4 separate regions of the Mus musculus genome follow, and all the other regions are linked to region 4. The links are chromatin contacts, called in public HiChIP or PLAC-seq and promoter capture Hi-C maps. All regions are on one chromosome and are shown on one strand. Each heading gives the region's core, a stretch centred on a gene start, on an enhancer-like site or on the middle of the called end of the contact. The rest is flanking DNA. Distances are from core to core; before and after follow the strand shown.

What was found. Promoter capture Hi-C pulls out the DNA fragments that hold promoters and counts their contacts. HiChIP or PLAC-seq counts read pairs in DNA pulled down with a chosen protein or histone mark.
Region 1: a promoter capture Hi-C map of liver shows a contact between it and region 4, with 2.4 times the contacts expected there. The contact joins the enhancer-like site here to the promoter of Gpr89 in region 4. A contact is called at or near these places in 12 of 39 promoter capture datasets (the 3T3-L1 cell line, cranial neural crest, embryonic stem cells and 5 more) and 2 of 115 datasets of contacts at active chromatin or transcription factors (embryonic hindbrain and pro-B cells).
Region 2: a contact with region 4 is called in an H3K4me3 HiChIP or PLAC-seq map of stem cell-derived neural progenitor cells, with 3 times the contacts expected there. The contact joins the promoter of Chd1l here to the promoter of Gpr89 in region 4. A contact is called at or near these places in 11 of 39 promoter capture datasets (the C10 cell line, the HPC-7 cell line, cranial neural crest and 8 more) and 8 of 115 datasets of contacts at active chromatin or transcription factors (bone marrow-derived macrophages, embryonic basal ganglia, embryonic limb bud and 5 more).
Region 3: a promoter capture Hi-C map of liver shows a contact between it and region 4, with 4 times the contacts expected there. The contact joins the promoter of Prkab2 here to the promoter of Gpr89 in region 4. A contact is called at or near these places in 7 of 39 promoter capture datasets (the C10 cell line, cranial neural crest, hippocampal neurons and 3 more), 5 of 115 datasets of contacts at active chromatin or transcription factors (astrocytes, bone marrow-derived macrophages, cardiomyocytes and 2 more) and 1 of 9 other capture datasets (liver).

Annotation. Positions count from the first base shown.
Region 1 is chr3:97,632,940-97,635,829 of GRCm38.p6, forward strand. Fmo5 (flavin containing monooxygenase 5) reads left to right here. Exons shown (of 9, transcript NM_001161763.1): 3 at 2,572-2,760. Among named protein-coding and RNA genes, the nearest start is that of Fmo5, 5.6 kb to the left of the region's middle. Within about 2 kb of position 1,457, at least 27 of the 459 cell types and tissues checked have an H3K27ac peak or open chromatin away from gene starts, as enhancers often do. A contact at or near this core is called in liver, where this site is marked.
Region 2 is chr3:97,608,888-97,611,587 of GRCm38.p6, forward strand. Chd1l (chromodomain helicase DNA binding protein 1-like) reads right to left here and starts at 1,303. Exons shown (of 23, transcript NM_026539.2): 1 at 1,176-1,303. The coding sequence starts at 1,284. It also overlaps a transcript of Fmo5 not described here.
Region 3 is chr3:97,656,525-97,659,538 of GRCm38.p6, forward strand. Prkab2 (protein kinase, AMP-activated, beta 2 non-catalytic subunit) reads left to right here and starts at 1,688. Exons shown (of 8, transcript NM_182997.2): 1 at 1,688-1,845; 2 at 2,065-2,242. The coding sequence starts at 2,090.
Region 4 is chr3:96,903,882-96,906,903 of GRCm38.p6, forward strand. It overlaps Gpr89 (G protein-coupled receptor 89), which reads right to left and starts at 1,417. Exons shown (of 14, transcript NM_026229.4): 1 at 1,301-1,417. The coding sequence starts at 1,342.

The sequences.
Region 1 (2,890 bases), core at 207-2,706, 730 kb after region 4:
CCTTCCTTGTCACCTGCCACTGCTGATATTTTCCTCCTCTTCCTTGTTTCTCCTGTCACATGAGCACCCTCCCAGATGCCACTGCTCGGATTCTCCTACTGCTGCTCTTCTGTCTTGCCTTCGCTAGTATTGCCTCCTTCATGTTATAATTAACACTTTTTTATACTAATTTTTATGTTTTCTTCAGGCATGTTGGCTCACCTCTGCAACCCCAGCTCTTGGGACCTTGCCTCATTCCCCGATTGTTAGCATCTTACACTAGTGTGACACACTTATAACGGTCAGTGAGACAGTACCCATAAACCCATGCTTTGTTTAGATTTACTTACTTCTTCTGATGCCTTGGTTTTTTGTTTTTGTTTTTTTTAATATCCCAGTATCCCCCTAAGACTTGGTAGTTGTATCTCTCTAGGCTCCTCTTGGCTTGGATGATTTCGTAGATTTTCTTGCTTTGTTCCTTTTATTCCCTGGGTTTTGTTATCCTTGGTAGGTTAGAGGAAGACTGGTTGAGTATTTTGTAGAGTAGCCTCCTTTGAATTTGTCTGGTGTTTTTCTCATGGCTCACCTGATGAAGTTCCTGGGGGTGAAGTCATGCTTTCGCTGTATCGTGTCAAGGGTGACCCTTGTTATGATTAGTCCTGTTTGTATTACAGCTTTCAGTGGAGTTGGTCAGGCTTGGCTGGTGTAAAGTTCATCTTCGTTTCTGCCTTTGGAAGAAAGTTACTATGACCAGCCACACCTAAGGACTGTTGGCTCTTTCTAGAAGTCTCTAGAACCCCATTGCTGGGGTGCTGCCAGGGCAGGTCAGGAGGAGCAGGATCTTCACACAGTATCTACTCTTCCAATCCACGAGGACAACAGCTTTCATTTATGTCTACCTTTGATTTCTTTATCTGTGTTTTATAGTTTAGTCATGTTCTAGACATCTTTTTTAAAAAAAGATTTATTTATGTATGTGTGTGAGCACACTGTTACAGTCTTCAGACACACCGGAAGAGGGCATCAGATCCCATTACAGGTAGTTGTGAGCCACCATGTGGTTGCTGAGAATGGAACTCAGGACCTTTGGACGGGCACTCAGTGCTCTTAACCGCTGAGCCATCTCTCCAGCCCCTAGACAACTTTTAATACCTAAGCATTTAAGACCAAGATGGACTTGGACATGGTGTATTTTTAAAATCAAAATTTTCAATGGTTCATTTCTGACATACAGGTAGGTTACTGACTTGTTTTTTGAGGGTCTTGCTCTGTAGTTCAGGATGGCCTTGAATTTACTATGTAGTTCATGCTGACGTTGAACATCAGCAGTCTTCAGGTCAGCTTCTAAGCACTGAGCTTATAAACATCAAGCCTGGCTCTCTCTCTCTCTCTCTGTGTGTGTGTGTACAAGTGTACACATGTACAGCTTGAATGTATGCAATCGTAAGTGTTGCTCCTCAGGCGTGGTTCATTTTTTATGAGCTTCTACTTGCTAAGAATGAGACTGCTTGGCAGTGAGCCCTGGGGCTCAGCTGTCTGCACCTCTGTGGTGTTGCAATTGCAAGCACATGGCGCCACACCAGGCTTTTGGTTTTTTTTTTGGTTTTTGTTTTTTTAAGATTTATTTATTATGTATACAGTATTGTGTATACATATGCCAGAAGAGGGCACCAGATATCTTTATAGATGGTTATGAGCCACCATGTGCATGCTGGGTATTGGACTCAGGACTTCTGGAAGAGCAGCCAGTGCTCTCAACCTCTGAGTCATCTCTCCAGCCTGTCCCATCAGGCATTTCTTAATGTAGGTTCTAAGGATTAAACTTAAGTCCTCATGCTGAGCACCTCTCAGCCCTGGTGACTTGGGTTTGCCAGCTTTTCTGTGGCCTGGCTGTATCCTGTAGCTTCAGGGTTAGTGTTTTATTCCTTGGGACATGTTTTACATAGACATTCATGTAATGGGCCACAAAATTGGTTTTTATTTCCTTTCATGACTTGTAGGGCACACAGCTAGGGCTTCTTAGTACAGTGCTCTCTGAAAGTGGCCCCAAAGGACATCCTTGTGTTCCTCATCCAATCAAAGCACTCAGTCTCTTGCCGTTAAGCGTGCTGTTATCTACTTGCCTGTTTTAAATTGTTTTTATTGACTTGAGGAAGTGTCTCTCTGTACTAGTCTGCTGAGAGTTTTCCTTTCTTGTGTTTTATAAATATTTTAATAAAAATGAAAGAAAAAAATTCTACCTTTATAAATTATTTTCCTATTCAAATTATATGCACAAATTATATATAATTAATACAGTGTACTCTAAAGAGATATATTAAACAAGGGAGAGGTTGTACAGTATGTAATTATATAAACATAGGTGTATATAATGTATACTAGATGACTAGGATGTACATTTAATTTCATGGTATGTATATTACTTTTTCGTTTAAAGTTATAATAGGCCTGATACTTTTAATGTTCTTACATAGATGCAACATTGTAGGTGTGTGTGTGTTTCACTTAGATACGCTTTTAAATGCTCATTGGCTACTTATGTTTCATGAAGTTGATTCTCACATTGCCATAAGTACTTCTTATTTGTCACAGGAAGCCCCTGAGGAAGGCAGGGCCAGTATTTACCAGTCCGTGGTCATCAACACCTCCAAGGAAATGATGTGTTTCAGTGACTACCCCATCCCAGATCATTACCCTAACTACATGCACAACTCCCAGGTCCTAGAGTATTTCAGGATGTATGCCAAAGAATTTGACCTTCTCAAATATATCCAATTCAAGGTAAGAGATTTTGTTTTCTTCCTGTTTGAAATTGTTCATCGGGTCAATGAATTACGAAGCTTCATTTACCTGTGTCACCTGTCAGGACTAGCTTGAAATAGATGTAGATTTATATGACACAAAGACTCTT
Region 2 (2,700 bases), core at 53-2,552, 700 kb after region 4:
AGGGAGGAGCACACCAACTGGCTGTCCAGTGCCAACCAGTCAGCCCTGAAACGTACATACAAGTGACACTAAACACACTGAACTAGTATATCTAGGAGTATTTATGTACATAGGTATAAGCATAGGATAACGATTAAGTGGGGGGAGGGAACATGGATTTGAAGGAGAGAATGGGAGGGTTTATGAGAGTGTAAAGAAGTAAAGAGGAGGTGTAACTATAATCTCAAAAATAAAAATTTTAAAGTTGAATATAAATGGAAAATATTAATATGAACTGCTTGTCTTTCACTTCGCCCTCATCGTCATCTGCCCCTCCTCTAAGCTAACGGAACTTTTTTTTTTTTTTTAAAGAACGAGTCTCTCTATTACATAGCCCTGGCTATCATGGAACTAGCTGTGTAGAGCAGGCTGACCTTGAACTCAGAGATCCACCTGCCACTGCCTTCCAAGCGCTGGGTTAAAGGGTGCGCCACCGCCTGGCAGAAAGGCACATTTTGTTGCCTTTCCAAACCCTCACCTTTTGGTGGTACTTGGCACGTGTAAGTCAAGCGCTTCCTTATGCTTTCAAAAGCACGTATCCGCTAGTAAAGAAACTGGGTCCTAGGGCCGCTATTTATTTTGTTTATCTGCTCCCCATACCCCACAGTACTCTCTCGACAGCAACAAATAACGACCACGAGGTGACAACTGGTGAGTCATTATGACTTTCCGTTACACCAGCACTACATTCCCAGCAGACACATAAGGAAAGGAGTCTTGGGATGTGGAATAGAGAGAACGCCGCAGGATGAGGATGCTCCAGGTCCACTGGGGTCTGCAGGCCGGCGGTCTCTAAATCTGGAACCTACAAACTGAGGTCTACACATCTGGAGCCTACACACCTGGGGTCCACACATGTGGGATCCCCTCACTTGGGACTCGTAATGGCAAGTGGGCTTAATACGAAAGCACAAGAGGCACAGGACAGGACAAACTTTGCTGGGCAGCGCAACTTTGAGAGTTCATTAGGGAGCCGCAACAAGTGAGTGCGCATGCCCAGTCGGCAGGGAAACGCAGACTGGGAGGAGCGAGAGCGGCCGGGAAGCTGCTGGCTCCCCCGCTGTCCCCGCGTAGGCCAGCGCTGCCGCGCGCCTTCCCGGCTCCCGCCCGCCCCCGGGCGTCCCCGGCCCGCTCACCAGTCAAGCCCCACTGCTGTAAGTCCGGTTCCTGCACCCGCGTCCGAAGCGGCTCCGGCCCGTGTTCGGCCGGCAGCGCCTGCAGGAAGCGCGGCAAGCCGCTCGCCATCCCGAGAGGCCCCGCGCCTTCGCTCCCGCGCGTGCGGAGTACAACGCACCGCCGCCAGAGGGCGCAGCTCGCGCGCCTTCCCACGCTTCCTTAGCACGCAGGTGCGGAAGACTCTGGTCTAAGTGTGCGTCTGCGACTAGGACCTAGAGGCTGCCTTTGCTAAAAGCTCTGACTCCTAACTTGGGTTGCTTGGGTAGCTAACAGCAAGCTCAAAACTTGGCAAGCTCCCCACCCCCCCTTAATTTCTTATCTGTCTTCTTTAAACTTTGGGTCCGATTCCTGAGCAGCTTTCCATGTTTTCAGTTACGATGCACATGCCTAAAAACTAGTACTACAAGGTAGATACGTCTTATATTATCTAACCTTTTTCTTCATGTATGACTAAAAACACCAAAATAAGATTAACTTTATCTCTTAAAATGTGTAGTGACAAGATACATTCAAAGAAAAGACCCTGGTGGTACATTCCTGTAATCTCAGCATTGGGGAGGCTGAGGCAGGAGAATTTGTGAGTTCAGTCTAGCCTGGGCTGCAAAGCAGGAAGGTGTCAATAAATAATAAAGATCAAAGCTCAGTTAGCAGAATGCTTGCCTCGAATGTACCAAGCCCTCGGGTGGGGCATGAGGGTGAGCACCTGTAATCCTAGCCCTAGGGAGCTGTCGGCAGGAGGACCGGAGCTCACGGTCAGCCTCAGCTACACAAGTTTGAAACCAGCCTAAGGTGCAGTAAACCTTTTCTTAAAAATAAAGTGCGAGAGAACTTCCCCCCCCCCCATCCCCTCAAGATTCCAAGAGTAGCCATTCAAACAGAACATCTATGTGTGATAAAAACAAAAACAAATAACAAATAACTAATGGCCACGTTGTCCTAAGAAGGACCAAGGCTGGCCCCACTATGCAGAAGTAGTCCTCTAATGACTAAGGGACTTTACCCATCCCGTTATACAGACTTCTCCAGGAACACACAGAACCAGAACTGAGGTACAACCAGATCAAGAGGGGAGATGTCAGATACACCAAGGTCATCGCACCCCTCTGTGATCAATTATCCCGTTATACAGACTTCTCCAGGAACACACAGAACCAGACCTGAGGTACAACCAGATCAAGAGTGGAGGTGTCAGATACACCAAGGTCATCGCACCCCTCTGTGATCAATTACGTTGAGGTTAAAGATTAACTCAAAAAAAAAAAAAAAAAAACAGTTCTCAGTGGGTACTTGAAGTTTCTTGTTTATAATATGAACTACTAGTGGGCTCTTACAAGAACATAGTGTGTTATCTGTCCCTTACCAGTGGAACTGAACAAACTTGCCCCCGTTTTCCAATAGAGCTGTATTGAATACAGTCCTTTTTTCACTAGTCGTTTTTCCATTTGATTGGGGGGGGAGGGGCAAATGGCTGGACCTGGTTTGTTG
Region 3 (3,014 bases), core at 438-2,937, 750 kb after region 4:
TCATTCCTGAAGGTGATGTTAATATCTATGCAATTAGTACTCCATCAATCCAATGGATTAATTAAGTAGGATGAGGTTCAGCTATATTTAATAGAAAAGTGATAGTCAACAGTGGTCTAACAAGACTGATATTTCTTTCCCCTTCATATAAAAAGTCTAAAATATATCATTTATGAGATGATTCCATAGCTGCATGGTTCCTTTTCCATTCTTTTCTTTTTGTGGGGGAGATGGGTGAGACAGGGTCTCACTATGTAGTTCTGGCTGTCCTGAAACTGGTTCTGTAGAGCAGGCTGACCTTGAACTCACAGAGATCTGCCTGCCTCTGCCTCTCAAGTCCTGGGATTAAAGATGTGCCACCATGCCCGGCTCAGTTCCCTTTTTTTATTCCACTGCTTTTAACTACCTCGTGATCTGAAGTGGCTGCTGGAGCTCTGGCCATTCTATGGACACCCTATACACAAAGAAAGAGAAACGGAGAAATTCTACTTACCATTTCCCCCTATCTATCTATTAGGGAGGCTAAGAAATGCATCTCTGTGGAGACAGACAACATCCTAAGGTTAGAGTCAGTGCTTCAGTAAAGAGGAAGGAAATCAATGTTAAGGTAGACCTCCAACTCTCTTTGCTACCTCACTGTTCCTTTTGAGTAATTACTTTCATTGTTTAAAATGTTAATCTATGTTTGAGTGTTTTGCCTACATGTTTGTATGTGCACCTGAAGGTGTTGTAGCGCCTGGAACAGATGATTATGAGCCACCTTGTAGGTGCTGGGACCAAACCCGGGTCCTCTAAAAGAACAGTAAGGGCTCTTAACCACTGAACCATCTCATCAGGGTTTATGACTTCTAATGGCTTTATGGTCGGCCTCATCTCACCGATCTACACACTTGTCTAAGATTCTGCCAGTGCTAATGACTGCAAGACCACTGAAACCTCAGTGGCAGACACGCTACTCTCACAGGACACCTCTCACTGTCTCAGCTCACTCAGTCTCTCCTGTGTCCAGAGTTCTTTGACCCCACTGGGCCCTCCATCAGCCTATTTTATCTTCACTTCCAGCCGACTGGTTTCAAAACGCTAGTCCAATAGTATATTCCCAGCCTACCTGTGCTCTCACTCATTAGCTGTTTGCATTAATCCACACAGCTAATCACAGTAACAGAAAACACCGCTTTGATGAGTTTGGGCATCACATAGAAGTAAGTCTTCTGCAGTAACTGCCATCACGTGTCTAGTCAATTCTCTGTCCTACTTTTTATTTCATGCCTCCTGGGACAACTAAAAAGGTTGCTTGGTAGAGGCGTACGCGGAATATGAAAATGTGGATCCACTATGCACCGCTGTCCAGTCGTTTGAGGTGATCCTGTTAAAAGTGCAGATTCTAATTCTGTACCTAGGGCACGGGGAGGCCTCGGATTCGGCTTTTCTAATAACCGCGTGCCCCATGGATAGACAAACTGCTTAGGAAGACAAGACGCCCCACTATCAAGCCCTGGGCGGACAGTTCACAGCCCTAATCCCGACCCGGACCCCACCCTCGGCCCCGCCCCAAGCCGGAGCTGCGCACGCACCCACCACAGAGGCGGTGCTGGTGGCTAGAGAGGCAGGCGACCCAGGCTGAGGAGGGGGCGGGGCTGGAGCGCAGGGGGCGGAACAAGAGGCTCGGTGGGCGGGGCCAGAGGCAGAGGCGGTACCTCGTCGCGGGCCTTGTAGCCATTTTAGGAGGAAACCCGGTTCGCTGGTTTGGGGCGCGGCTTCAATTTCAATAACTTTATTGGTCTCCTTGTACGCCGAACAGCCGGCGTGCGTGTAGCCACGCGAGCCCGGAGCGCATCGCCCGAGGTGAGCGGCGTGGGGGGTGTGCGGGACCGGGGCTGTGGGGCAGCGAGGGCTCCCGGAGCCGGTTCTCCGAGCCGAGGCGTCCGTGAAGCGGGTAAGGGAGGGGACCCCGGGCGCGGTCCCCTGCGGCGGGGATTCCCTTCCCGGGCGCAGGGGCGGGGCCGGGGCGCCCCTGACGCAGCCGCGGGGGTGTTCCCCGCCTGGTGTCATTCCCCGCGGCAGGTTGCCCCCGACTCGAGCTGCAGCCATGGGAAACACTACCAGCGAGCGGGTGTCCGGGGAGCGCCACGGAGCCAAAGCTGCTCGAGCTGAGGGCGGCGGCCATGGCCCGGGAAAGGAGCACAAGATCATGGTGGGGAGCACGGACGACCCCAGCGTCTTCAGCCTGCCCGACTCCAAGGTGAGGTAGCGGGGCTGCCGGCAGCTCCGCCCTTCTTGGTTCTTCCTCCTCATTCTCAAGGGTTATGGGCTTTTTAACTAGAAGGCTATTCCGCGGATAGAGATGCTGGGTGCTAATTCCTCCTAGATACTACCTCAAATTAGGATAGGGGCGCGGAGTTGTTTTCCTGCTGCTCAGAGTAATCTGTGGGCCAACCTTTTAGGACGAGTACCAAAAACCCATCCCCTGCCAGCCCCATCCTTGGATCTACGTGCAGGTTGCCCTCTTCCAGAGCTTGCAGGATGTATAGGTTGTGAGCGCGGGTGGAAACTTCGGAGGGTGCGTTGTCTGAGCTATTGAAAAGGGCTCAGTTTCTCACATTGGCCTCAAGATAGCTAGATGACTTCTCCCTGAAAATGTCTCTGTGTAGGTCTCCTTCTTGCTCTCTCTTACGTGTTCTGCATCACCTCTTCGATCCTCGTCCACCTTTGTATGGCTCTGAGCTGCCATCAGTTGATTACTTGAATACTTTCCCCTAGTCTTGGGGATCCATATAGGACATCATTTGGTTAATGGCTCAGATCTTTTTTTGAAACGTGCCGTTTTAAAATGTAGCTGTGAGCTTTGCACAGGAGAGCAAGTCACTTTACTTCACTCCTCAGAAGTACTTCAAAACGTTGCCCGGGGCTCAAAACCACCCTCTACTGACCTGAAGCCTTAGCTCTCAATTCCATAGACTTGGAGCCAGAGGCCACTTTTGGTCACTCAAAAGAAGAGCCAGATGGAGCTGACA
Region 4 (3,022 bases), core at 167-2,666:
AATTTAAGGCATAAAAGTTTAGAAAGCCATATTCTTGGGAACTTTTGAATTATGTTCATGTTAATCTCACAGGTGAAAGTGCATGGAAATTTTCTAATTATACTCTTATTTTTGTACTCTTTAACAAGCTGGGAATGGACATTTATATTTACCTGTGGGGGGAAAAACTCTTAAAACTTAAATGTTTTTTTTTTTCTTGAATTGGTAGTAAGGCTGAAAGCCACTCTGTGTCATTATCAAGGACAACAGGGGAGGCGCAGAGAGATTTGAAGCAGAAGGCAGAGTGTCCAGAGTTTTGTGTATTTACAGATTTGAACACTATGCTAGCAACAAAAGCAGTCAAATGTACTTGAAAGGTATTAATTTTGAAAAGGGAAAAATGGTTACTGTATTAGAGTGGTGAAATGGGTTGGCTTTTTCTTGTTTTACATTTTCTTAAGTGTTGTTACCGACGTTTTCAAGAGGTGAGGGCAATGCTCTGCTGAGGGAAGCATTGGGATGCAGCTGCACAAACCCTAAATTCAAGGATGTACCTCACTTACGTCCCTCAGGGGAACTGTTTCTTTCCCTTGCCATTTGGATGCGATGAAGAGAAAAAAAAATCTTTTACTGGAAAGATGCGGGGTGAGAGCGATAATGCAAGCAAAGAAGCGTCTGCAGTTGCTTAGTGAGTGCTTGCATTTGAAAGTGGGTACATGGCTATGCACATAAATACATACATGATATCAGGGCTATCATAAACACTTGGGGTGGGGTGGGAGGAAACCCTGGAGAGACACGACTGATGGGAAAAGCAAGAGGCTCACTAGACGAAGCGAGCAGAACTTGCCAGTGGTTTATACTTCTTCGGTTTTGTTTAACGGTAGATAGAGGTGGCCAAGTGAGAAGAAAACGTGGGTCGACCGCGACCCGCAAAGAGTGAACAGCAACCAGAGAACGAAAGATGAGGTGTCACTGCACAAAGGAAAGCTCAGACTTGGACCTCGCGGAGGCAAACGTGTCAGCACCCGGATCCTGCAAAGCCCATACCCGTCCCGGTCCTCAGCCCTGGTAGGCACGCTGCCGTGGGCCTCCCGCCGGGAGCCAAGCTTCTCCAGGCTCCGTGGTCCGCGGAGCTGCCCGGAAGCCTCGGGGCGCCGTGGGTACTGACCCCCGCATGGCACCGGCTCAGCGCTGGGGCCAGCCAGGCCCTCCCCAGAGTCTGGGGACGCACGCTAGGTGAGTGACAGCACCACACGTCAGCCTTCGCCACCCGGGCAAGGGAGCGGGCTGAGCAAATCCAGGTTCTCCCAAGGCTCACCTGGGAGGTGATCATGATGCTGGAGTCGATCAGGAAGCTCATGGCGAAGCCTCGGGAGGCCCATGCCCAGCTGTCTACCCCTCAGAGAAGCCGCGGCTTAAGACCTGTCCACCTGCTGTGGTAGGCGGCCTGGCCTGGCGCGTGCTTACGTCATCAAGATGCGCCCTAGCCAGCCAATCAGCGGCCGCATTCTCCGTTTGCCTGGAAGGTGAGGGTGGGCAGGGCTGGAAGCCGCTGGGTAGACTCAAAGCAGATGTGTTTCTTCTTAGTAGGCACAAGGAGGTGAGGAGAGGTAACATTTGCTTTAAGTGGCACTGCCATTAAATATAATGAAATTATTTTTATATTTTTCATAGCTAGAAACACTGGGGTGAGAGTTGTGCGAGGTCCTCAGTGACATTCCCAACACGGCAGAAAGTAAAAATAAGTTAACATAGCGAGTGAGGCTTTAAGTCAAGTAGTGTGTTGCAGATGTTACAGATTTTACTTGGTTTAAAAAGCAGTGTGACATCTATAAGCGAAAGGATGGTGGACAGGAACGTAAGAGTCTTCTCAAACATAGCTAAGTAAATTTCTGATATGATAACGTCAAAAGCACACGGCTTATAAGAGTGTGCACTCATTGGACTCTAATGAGACCGCCATTATAGTTGGCGCTTTAGGGTGTGGAGTATTAGGCCAAAGGACGAGAAATTACATGAAGACAGATTTTAATTCAAAATAATAATTACGTAGGAGTCTTAAAGGTGGGCTATGTTAGAAAGTAGTTTCCCCCTTCCCAACACAGTCTGAGTGGCTGTGGCTCAACTACAAAGTGAATTATAATTCCTTCCATTAGATACTCCATTTATGAAGGCTTAATATACTACAATGGGACTTAGACTTTTCCCACTAGAACCCTAGCTAGTCTTATTGTAAAGACTAGTTACAGTCAAGGCTTGTAAGGGTGCAAGTGTATGTTGCAGGGGATGCTGGTATCTAGAAAGTGAGTGCTCAGATTATAATATAAATAAACAAGAACATTCCCCCAGGTTGCCACACATAAAGAAAGACCCCTGTTCCTTTGATCTGAAGCCTGTCTTACCAAGCAGCCTGTCCTAGTTAGGGCTACTATTGCTGTGTTGAAACACCATGACCGAAAACAAGTTGGGGAGAAAAGGGTTTATTTCAGCCTACACTTTCACACTGTAGTTCCCTTTTGAGGGAAGTCATGACAGGAACTCAAACAGGGCAGGGATCCTGAGGCAGGAGCTGATGCAGAGGCAATGGGTGTGTGTGTGTGTGTGTGTGTGTGTGTGTGTGTGTGTGTGTTGCTTACTGGCTTACTTGTGGCTTGCTCAGCCTGCTTCATATGTGTATAACTCAGACATGGCAACACCCACAATAGACTGGGCCTTCTATCACCAATCACTAATTAAGAAAATGCTCTACAATTTTGCTTCCAGTCCAATCTTATGGAGGCATTTTTCTCAATTGAGTTTCCTTCTTCTTAGATAACTTTAGGTTGTGTCAAATTGACATAAAACCAGATAGCACACAGCACAAACTACATATCAAATACCAAATACCTGTACCAGAGTGCCAGGGAGCTGTGGAGGCTGCCTTACCATGAGAGTCTCTTAAATCACAGAACTCTGTGTTCCTGGTCCCATCTCTCAGGGAAGCAGATAGCTGCCTACAATGTGGCACTCAACTGTCATTCAAAGCTGTGGGATAGTGGAG